Linked DNA regions of Capra hircus: region 1 is linked to region 2. A link is a contact called in public Hi-C data. All regions are on one chromosome and are shown on one strand. Each heading gives the region's core, a stretch centred on a gene start, on an enhancer-like site or on the middle of the called end of the contact. The rest is flanking DNA. Distances are from core to core; before and after follow the strand shown.

Region 1 (4,911 bases), core at 899-3,398, 70 kb after region 2:
GCTTACTGTGAGGACTTTTAGAGACACAGAGCCGGGGCTGGCAGATGCAGCCCGCGGGCCTGGCCACGGCCTGTCTGTGTCCCGCTGAGGCTCCAGTGCACGCAGCCGGCACTGTGGGTGCCGGGGACTGGCTGGGGTCCCTGCCCAGGCCCTGTGCAGGCGGCTGGCTTGCCCTCCAGGCCCCCAGTCAGGGCATCCAGCTGCCAGCTCAGGAGCTGCTCGGCCCTCAGCAGCCACACCTGCCCTGGTGACCCCAGCCCCGCCCCGTGGCTGTCCCTCCTCTCCCAAACCATTTCCCCAGTTTGTCAGAGTTTAACAAAACACAAAAAACCCTCCTTGGGGGGTTCTCCTCACTGAGTGGGTGTCCACCACTTACTTCTGCTCCTCCTCCTCCTCCCCTGGCTTCCTCCCCCTCCCCTCCTCTCCCCTCCCCTCCTCCCCTCCCCCCTCCCCTCTCCTCCCCCTCTTCTCCCCTCCTCCTCCCCTCCCTCCCCCCTCCCCTCCCCTCCCCTCCTCTTCCCTCCCCTCCCCCTCGTCTCCCCTCCCCTCCCCCTCCTCTTCCCCTCCCTACCCTTTCAGGGACTGATTGAACTTTGTAGACTGAGTCTCCACTTCCCTGTTTTTATTCATCTCCATCTCAGCATTGCTGTGTGTAGGGTTCTGCATAATTTCTTAACCTTCTTCTTCCAATTTTCTAGTTGTTTCACTAGCTTTATAAAGATTCTGATCGCTCTGGTTTTTTGATTCGGGTAAGTCCAGTTCAGTTGCTCAGTCCTGTGTGACTCTTTGCGGCCCCATGAACCGCAGCCGGCCAGGCCTCCCTGTCCCTCACCAACTCCTGGAGTCTACCCAAACCCATGCCCATTCAGTCGGTGATGCCATCCAACCATCTCATCCTCTGTTGTCCCCTTCTCCTCCTGCCCTCAATCTTTCCCAGCATCAGGGTCTTTTCCAGTGAGTCAGCTCATCGCATCAGGTGGCCAAAGTGTTGAAGTTTCAGCTTTAGCATCAGTCCTACCAATGAACACCCAGGACCGATCTCCTCTAGGGATGGACTAGTTTGATCTCCTTGCAATCCAAGGGACTCTCAAGAGTCTTCTCCAACACCACAGTTCAAAAGCATCAATTCTTCTGCGCTCAGCTTTCTTTATAGTCCAACTCTCACATCCATACATGACCACTGGAAAAACCATAGCTTTGACTAGATGGTTTTTTGATTAGCAGCAAATAATTGCTTACCCTTAATCTGAAAAAATTTTGGGCTCCAAAATCACTGCAGATGTTGATTGCAGCCATGAAATTAAAAGACGCTTACTCCTTGGAAGAAAAGTTATGACCAACCTAGATAGCATATTCAAAAGCAGAGACATTACTTTGCCGACTAAGGTCCGTCTAGTCAAGGCTATGGTTTTTCCTGTGGTCATGTATGGATGTGAGAGTTGGACTGTGAAGAAAACTGAGTGCCGAAAAATTGATGCTTTTGAACTGTGGTGTTGGAGAAGACTCTTGAGAGTCCCTTGGATTGCAAGGATATCCAACCAGTCCATTCTAAAGGAGATCAGCCCTGGATATTCTTTGGAAGGAATGATGCTAAAGCTGAAACTCCACCTCATGCAAAGAGCTTACTCATTGGAAAAGACTCTGATTCTGGGAGGGATTGGGGGCAGGAGGAGAAGGGGACGACAGAGGATGAGATGGCTGGATGGCATCACCGACTCAATGGATGTGAGTTTGAGTGAACTCCGGGAGTTGGTGATGGACAGGGAGGCCTGGCGAGCTGCGATTCATGGAGTCGCAAAGAGTTGACGACTGAGTGACTGAACTGAACTGAAAACTGAAAAAAAACAAAATAAATGGTGAGCATAAACTGAGAATGCTTTCCTAAAGAGCTGTCCACTTGCTGCCCCTGGGAACCACTGATGGTGCCAGGGGAGGCCCAGTTTCATCCCCAGTTCAGCCGTGTCCGCCCTCCCCCGGCAAACAGTCGCTCTTCCTCAAGGCAGCCCTGCATTCTAGCGGTCACGCCAGTCTGCTGTGTTTTCAGGGCTCCTGCCTTTTATGCACACACACGCACGCACTCGTACTCCTTTTCATCAACCACTGCAGACTTCAGCGATGCAGCAGAAATTATATGTTATGAAAGAGCGCCTTGTTCATGGCAGGAGGGCCTGCGGCGGGTGTGGTCCGCTCCATGGCCAAGGGCAGAGCCATGGGTCCTGCGCCAGCTGTCCACATGCCCGCTCTCCCCTCTCCGTCCTCCCCTGCCGCCTATTCTCCCCTCCCAGTCCCGCCCCCCGCGCTCCCCTCCCCCCCATGCTCCCCTTCCCCCACTCCCCCTCCCCCCTCCACTCCCCCCTCCCCCCTCCACTCCCCCCTCCCCCCCAGCGCTCCCCTCTCCTTCCTCCTCCTCCGTGCTCCCCTCCCCGCCCTCCGAGCTCCCCTCCCAGTCCTCCCCCCCACGCTCCCCTCCCCCTCTGCTCCCCCTCCCCCCTCTGCTCCCCCTCCCCCCCAGCACTCCCCTCTCCTCCCCAGCGCTCCCCTTTCCTTCTTCCTCCTCCGTGCTCCCGTCCCCGCACCCCCCCCCGCGCTCCCCTCCCCTCTCCGCTCCCCCCTCCCCCCCTCTGCTCCCCCTCCCCCCCAGCGCTCCCCTCTCCTTCTTCCTCCACCGTGCTCCCCTCCCCCGCCCCCCTCCCTGCTCCCTCCCTGCTCCCTCCCTCCTCCTCCCCTCCCCGTCTTTCTCTGGCTCTCCCTCCTGCACCACTCGCTCCTTCCCCCTCTACTTTTCAGGCTGCTTCTCTGCATCCCCCCTCCCATCCGAAGTCTCCTCAGTTCCGCCCAGAGCAGTTCAGCGTCCTCAGCCTCTGGAGTCAACCCCAGCACCCATCTGCAGGGTAGGGGAGCAGGAGGAGAACGGCAGGCACTCTCTGCTGGGCCGCCTGCCCCGGGCAGCAGTTGGAGCAGCCCACTCATCTCGCCACCCCGCGCGCGCTGGGCCTCCAGGTGCCTGGCCCTGTCCCAGCCACCACAGGGGCAGCCACCTGAGCCCTGCCTTCCTGTCTTCAGGGCGGGTCATGCAGACGCAGCTCTGTACCTGAGGGGCGCGGTGAGCACTGTTCACTGCGCTCAGGAGCATCAGACTCTCCACAGAGTCACCGTGTTTTAAAGGAAAATGGAAAAACTGGGAAAGGGATTGAATTCGCTTATCCATTCAGAAGCCATTTCCTTTCTGATCAGAGTCCTCTGTGAGACAGTTAGTAGCTGGAATTTCTCCAGCGTTAGAACTTGGAGCAAATGATTTTATGCATTTCTCAGTGTATGTAAATGCAATTCAGAAAAACTCTTGTAAGTAATCTCATTTTTACTCTGCTGACTCCAGTTAGGGGAATACCCGCTTCTGTCTTATACCTTTAATGGAAGCCATTACTTTAGATCTGATTTCGTTCCCTCGGTCAGAATCTGCTGGTGCCCAAGGGCCATCGTGGGGGACAGAACGCGGCGGAACCCTGACACAGCGCTCAGCATTCACCCTGGATGCAGAAGCCGTGACCGTGCTGGGCAGCGGCACGGGGGGCTGGGGAAGGCCTGGCCGGCTGGGGTGGAGCCTGGCGAGCCACATGGAGAAGGGGCAGCTTGCCCACCAACAGAGCAGCCAGCGCCACGGCTCCAGGCGCACTGCGCTTGGGGTTTTCACAGACGAGTTCTGGTCTGAGACTAAACCCATCCTTGCGCACACGTCTGTCTGTCTTCCAGGCATCCGGGATGTTTCTAAGTGGAGTGAGAGGACGAGAAAGCCTCTGGAAGCCCTCTATGGATTCGACTACTTTGCCAGGACCTGTGAAAAGTGGGTGGATGGCATAGAGCAATTTAAGCATCTTCCAGACGGTAGGTCACACAAGCCACTTAACGGTCCTTTTGCAGGTTAGAGAGGCCAAGTGAGTTCCCCTGATGCTTGAGAGTTCCTCAGGGATTGACACGCTCGCCCACCATCCTTCCACACTGACGCGTGAGCAGAGGGTGATCGTGTACAAAGGCAAGCTCTTGTGCCGCACACCCTCCTGGCATCAGAGACAGACGTGTACGGAGTTCACGTTGTTGAGTCTTGTAGCATGCTGGTCTTTTCCCCTTTGTCTCCAGAAGTCTCACATGCTCTTCTAACTCCAGGATGGTCACTCAAAAACAAACAGTGGCCACATAGACATCCCCCTTTTCACATCTGAAGGCATCAGCCCACTGCTACCTCTGTTACCGACAGGAGAGGAGCGGGGGGGGGGTCTCTGTCATGACCTTCGGCCCCAGTGGAGTCAGGACAAGGAAAAGGGTATTCAGCCCTTTCCCATCTTCAGAGCGACGCTGTGTCACTTTGGCCGTGACAGGTGTGTTCCAGTAACAAGAACTGGCACCCCTGAGAGAAGCCCTGAATTAAAGTCTGTTCTTAGAGCTGTTTTCATTTGTAATCTCTCATTTTTCTAATTGCCAAAAGAACAGAAAGTAGGTGGGCTCTGACCTTGAAACACATCAGTTACCAAACAGTTATGATTCAGGGCCCAGTTTCGTCTCCTCAGTAGCCACTTCCAGAATGAGTCATGTCAGAACTTTCATAATGAGAAGGACGTTTGCAAATGTTTCTATTTTGCTGTAAGTTCAAAACAAGTATATCCTGTTCAAACACAGTATCCACCCATAGAAACAGGCCCTTGAAATATGTTTCAGGAGGCTGGAAAGACAAGCCACAGGCTGGAGTGACTGTTTCCCGAAGGACGGGGGCCCGGGGCTTGTGGGGTCTTCGTTCCCCAACCTGGGATGGAACTGCCCTGCAGTGGAGGCGCAGAGTCCTAACCTCTGGACCGTCAGGGAAGTCCCTGCAAAACACTCTTAAAAGTGAACAGTAAGAAAACAGCCTAATTAAAATGC
Region 2 (5,070 bases), core at 612-3,111:
GGGGCAGTCTCCAAGGGGGCCAGGGGTCCACAGCATGGGGTCAGGACCCCCACTGCATCCTACCCAGCAGGAGGTTGAACCCGCCACCAGCACGGCCCCCTCTGCAGGGAACCAGACCCCCGGTAGCACCCAGCCATCTGCGGCTGGGAGGGAGGGTCTATGTAGCCCGTGTGTGGAGGCCTCGGCCCTGCTCACTTGGGGTATCAGGGGCTGCTCCCCAGGGTGGCCTGTTGCTTGCCCAGCAGCTCCAGAGCCACGCCGGCCTGAGGCACACCTTCTCCACCGGGTCTGAACCCCCCGCCAGCTGTGCTCTGGCAGGCTGTGTCCCTTGGCCTGGGGGCGCCTGGAGAGTTGCTGAGGTCTCCCATGCACTCTTTCATCACTCCTCTGATATATTCTTCATATTAAACTCCTATTTAACCTGCTACATGCCTTCTGCCTCCTCAGTTCAGTTCAGTTCAGTTCAGTCGCTCAGTCACATCCAACTCTTTGCAACTCTATGGACTGCAGCACGCCAGACCCCCTGTCCTTCACCAACTCCCGGAGTTTACTCATGTCCATCGAGTCAGTGATGCTATCCAACCGTCTCATCCTCTGTCACCTCCTTTTCCTGCCTTCAATCTTTCGCAGCATCAGGGTCTTTTCTAATGAGTCAGCTGTTCACATCAGGTGGCCAAAGTATTGGAGTTTCAGCGTCAGCATCAGTCCTTTCAACGAATATTCAGGACTGATCTCCTTTAGGATGGACTGGTTGGATCTCCTTGCAGTCCAAGGGGCTCTCAAGTCTTCTCCGGCACCACGGCTCAGAAGCCTCGACTCTTGGGCGCTCAGCCTTCTCTATGGTCCAGCTCTCCTGGTAGCACCGGGACAGCTGCATTTCATGTTGCACGTAAAGGCTTCACATGGTCAGGAGCTTCCATGAATTAGGGTGACTGATCTCCAGTGAAGCCGGACCTCCGCATGTCTTCAGAAGTTGTTCCAGAGACCCCTGGATGCGCGTCCCTTGACGCTGTCTGCTGCTTTCGTGGGGCTCATTCTCCACTATGGAGAGTTTTTGTCACAGATACGTGTACGGAGCCGTGTTTTCTTCTACCCTTGCTGTTTCTCCTTTCTGGAAGTAATGAGAATTTATGAAGAAAATATTGCTTACATTTAATATTTTAACTTCATTCTTGAGGACTTATCTGGAGAGAATTACTTAAAAATCACCAAGTTACACTTTTCTTAAAGAAGAAAATTCTAAGTGTTATTTGATGAAGCAAGTTTCACTGTATTACACTGATGTAACGGCATAAACTGAGAGGAAAAATACATGGTGTTACTCATGGCCTAGAAATCTGCTCACTGTGAGTTGGAATCAGGTGAAGCAGGATTACGCAGTCATTAAGAATGGGCTTCATGTTGTTGTAGGAACCAACACAATATTGTAAAGCAATTATCCTTCAGTGAAAAAGAAATACATTAAAAAAGAAAAAAGATGAAGAAGAATGGGCTTCCCTGGTGGCTCAGACAGTAAAGAACCCGCCTACAATGCAGGAGACCCAGGTTCAATCCCTGGGTCAGGAAGATCCCCTGGAGTAAAGGAACAGCACCCCACTCAAGTATTCTTGCCTGGAAAATTCCATGGACAGAGACTCCTGACAGGCTACAGTCCATGGGATTACAGAGAGTCAGACGCAACTGAGTGACTAACATTTTCACTTCCCCCCGCCCCCCACAAGAAGGGGCAGCTCCTAGGGCTGACAAGCCAGCCTGTCACACCCTATTTCGGCAGAAGTTGTGAGACTCTGGGCAAGACACAGGACGCTGTGACCCACAGCGAGAGAGCCGTGCTAGGGCTAACCCTTCCTTTGTGGTGGGCCCCCCTCCCCTCCCCCAGGGCCCCCCGCGGGTGCCTCCACCGGCAGAGGGCAGCTCTACAGGAGCAGAACCCTAGCTTATGCTTCCTGAACAGGAAAGGAAAAAAAAAGAGAAGTCACTGCGTTTAGAGGAAGCCAAGGCCAGCCTGCTGTTTCCTAGACAGGGATGCTAGCACCTCCTGCGGCCGCCCACTGCAGCGGCCCTGGGAAGCCCCTGGGTGAAGAGAAGGGACTCGAGCGCGGGGAGCGCTCGGCAGGCTCAGTGCCTGGGGCCTCGCCCTTCCCAACAGCAGAGTGAAAAGTAGGCGTGAAGCGCGGAGTCAGAATGAAAAAGGCATGAGAAACTAGTTCTGTTGACGTGGTCCTGTTTCCTTTGGCATTGTTCCTTGGGCTTGCTGCCTACAGATACTTGTGCACGTGTGTGTAAGCGTATTTGTGTACGAGGACTGGGCAACAAGCACTGTCCGTCTGTTTTCAGAAAACCAGGCAAGAGAGCTCTTTCTGCCACCGCCGCCTCTGCCAGTCTCCTCTGCCCGAGGTGCGCGCGGGTGTCGCTGTCCTCGCTGCAGGCCACGGGGAGGACACGTCGTCTCCCCTCGTCCCCCGTGGTGCACAGCTCGGCCCCTCCCGGGGGCACCCTGTGAGCGCCAGCTCCGAGCTGCCCCGCCCCCGCCCCGAGGCATCATTCATCTGCGGACGGGATGGCTTTGTTTCTTCTTTTCCAACTCTTGTCCGCTTTTGCCTTCTTGTGTTTTTAGGGGAACTTCCTATACCACAGGTGGACATCCTTATCTCATTACTAATTTTAATGTGAATGCTTTTACGGATTCACCATTAGTATGAGGAATCATTGATGAATTTCTCCACTATTTGTATGTATGTATTAAGGTAAGCATGTTTTAAACTTCAATCTGTTGACTCAGTAAATTTTAGGGATTGCTTTCCTGATTGTAAACTAACCATGCTTTTTTGGGAAACCTACTTGGGCCATTGTGTATTATCTTTTTTATATCTCCATGAATTATGTTTGCTAATAGTGGATTTTGCATTTATGTTGATGAGTTAAGATTAGCCTGTAATTTTCTTTCCTCTTTCCTTGTCAGATTTTAACATGAAACTTAACCTCAAAAAATGAGTTGGGAGTGCAGCCTCTTTCTCTGTATCCTGGATTAACTTGATTGAGAGTGAAATTGTTCCTTGAATGTCTGGTAGAGCTGTCCTGTAGCGCCATCTGGATGGGAAGTTCTGACCTGACTCTATGCCTCTGAATTAGGTGAGGAAGGCACAGCCTTTCACCCCGTCTCTCCTGCTGAGTGCAGCTGTAAAGCCTGGAGAGATGCTTGAAGTGAAGTCAAGTCGCTCAGTGGTGTCCAACTGTTTGGGACTCCGTGGACTGTAGCCCACCAGGCTCCTCCAACCATGGGATTCTCCAGGCAAGAATACTGGAGTGGGTTGCCATTTCCTTCTCCAGGGGATCTTCCTGACCCAGGAATCGAATCCAGGTCTCCCACATTGCAGGCAGACGCTTTAACCACTGAGCACCAGGGAGAGATGCTTAGAGAAACTATTACAGGCGTGTAGCAAGTGAAGCTGCAGACAGACTGGGGACGAGACGGCCAGCGCTCGAAGCTCTGCCAGCCTGGCAATGGGTTTACCATTGTTTCCCTCCAGAATCCCCCTGGATTCACCGCAGCCCCAGACCCTGAAGTAGGCGTAGGTTGAAGACAGAACATCTCCAGGAAAAGCCCTCTGGTTCTGGTTTGAATGGCAAGAATGAGAACTGCTCCTTTTCAGGGAAAGTGTGAAATATTCTGTTCTTTTTCTTTGGCAATCCAGCTTGCAAGTAATCCTGCCTTTGCAATGAATGAAGCCTGTGATATCCCAAAGCCTTCCTCTCCAGTCAGTGACACCACGGCCCGGAGACGCTGGGATCAGATCCTGACTCTTTCCATTGGTCTCCTCCCATCTCTTGACTCCAGCCAGGGGTGCACTTAGTGGGGCACGTGTCAGAGTCTGTGAGAATTAAAGTCCCAGCTTCCTGTCTGCAACTGGAAATAAGGTCCCAGAGTACCACAGAGTCCTGGGGAGACCATGGAGAGGCAGAGAGAGGAGCACGGGAAATTCATATCCTCAGGCTGCCTGTGAACTCCTGGGCTCACTTGCAAGCTACCACCCTGTAGCTCTGACTCCCGACCGCTGATCCTGGGCTGAGAGCCGAGCACGGCTCGGGTTGCAGACTGGACACTAGGTGGCGCCCACGCGCTGGGTCGGAACAGCCCGGCCGAGGTTTTAAGACCCGCACGCCTGGAACCACAGCCCACTGGGACTACCGGGCTGAACCTAACCAGGTTTAAAGGGAAAGTGAAAGTCGCTCAGTCGTGTCTGACTCTTTGCAACCCCATGGACTACACAGTCCACCGACTTCTCCAGGCGAGAGTACTGGAGTGGGTAGCCTTTCCCTTCTCCAGGTGATCTTCCCAATCCAGGGATCAAACCCAGGTCTCCCTCATTGCAGGTTGGTTACCTGCTTAAAAAAACCCAAAAAAACTAACAGAATTCTCCATGGGATTTCAGTAAAGCCCAGGGTTTCCTGACGTAACATGAAACATAGCTAGAACACAGTTCAAAACTAACTGCTTGGCGTTCAAAGAACCAGGAAGATCTCAAATTGCATGGAAAAGAAAATCAAGAGATGCTAACACCAAGAAGACACAGATGTGAGGATGAGCTGACACAGAGACTTCACTTGGGGAAGATCCCACACGCTGCAGGCCAGCTAAACCCATGTGCCGCAACTCCTGAGCCTCTGCTCTGGAGCCCGGAAGCCACAGCTGCTGAAGCCCCCAGCCCAGAGCCTGTGCTCCGCAGCAAGAGAAGCCGTCACAGTGAGAAGCCTGCGGACTGCGACGAAGAGCAGGCCCCGCGCGGCACAGCTCCAGAAAGGCCGTAAAAAGCAAGAGACCCAGAACAGCCAAAAATAGATAAAGACAGTCATAATTCATGGGCCAAAGAGGAAGACTTGAGGGAAATTAGAAAGTATTTTGAACTAAATGAAAATGAAAATACAACATGAAGACCTGTGAGATCCTGCTAGAGAAGTGCCTAGAGAGAAATTCATAGCACTCAGTGCTTATATTAGAAAAGAAGGTCTTGAATCAATCTAAGCGTCCACCTTAAGAAGCAATAGTAAAAAGAGCTACACACACCCAGC

What was found. A called contact is a pair of places that touch in the nucleus more often than the background predicts.
Region 1: a contact with region 2 is called in a Hi-C map of blood, with 3 times the contacts expected there. The contact joins two enhancer-like sites. A contact is called at or near these places in 2 of 5 Hi-C or Micro-C datasets (both in blood).

Annotation. Positions count from the first base shown.
Region 1 is chr23:15,137,698-15,142,608 of ARS1.2, forward strand. BPHL (valacyclovir hydrolase) reads left to right here. Exons shown (of 9, transcript XM_018038946.1): 7 at 3,751-3,882. Among named protein-coding and RNA genes, the nearest start is that of TUBB2A, 12 kb to the right of the region's middle. Within about 2 kb of position 2,149, at least 2 of the 5 cell types and tissues checked have an H3K27ac peak or open chromatin away from gene starts, as enhancers often do.
Region 2 is chr23:15,067,605-15,072,674 of ARS1.2, forward strand. No RefSeq gene overlaps it. Among named protein-coding and RNA genes, the nearest start is that of RIPK1, 27 kb to the right of the region's middle. Within about 2 kb of position 1,862, at least 2 of the 5 cell types and tissues checked have an H3K27ac peak or open chromatin away from gene starts, as enhancers often do.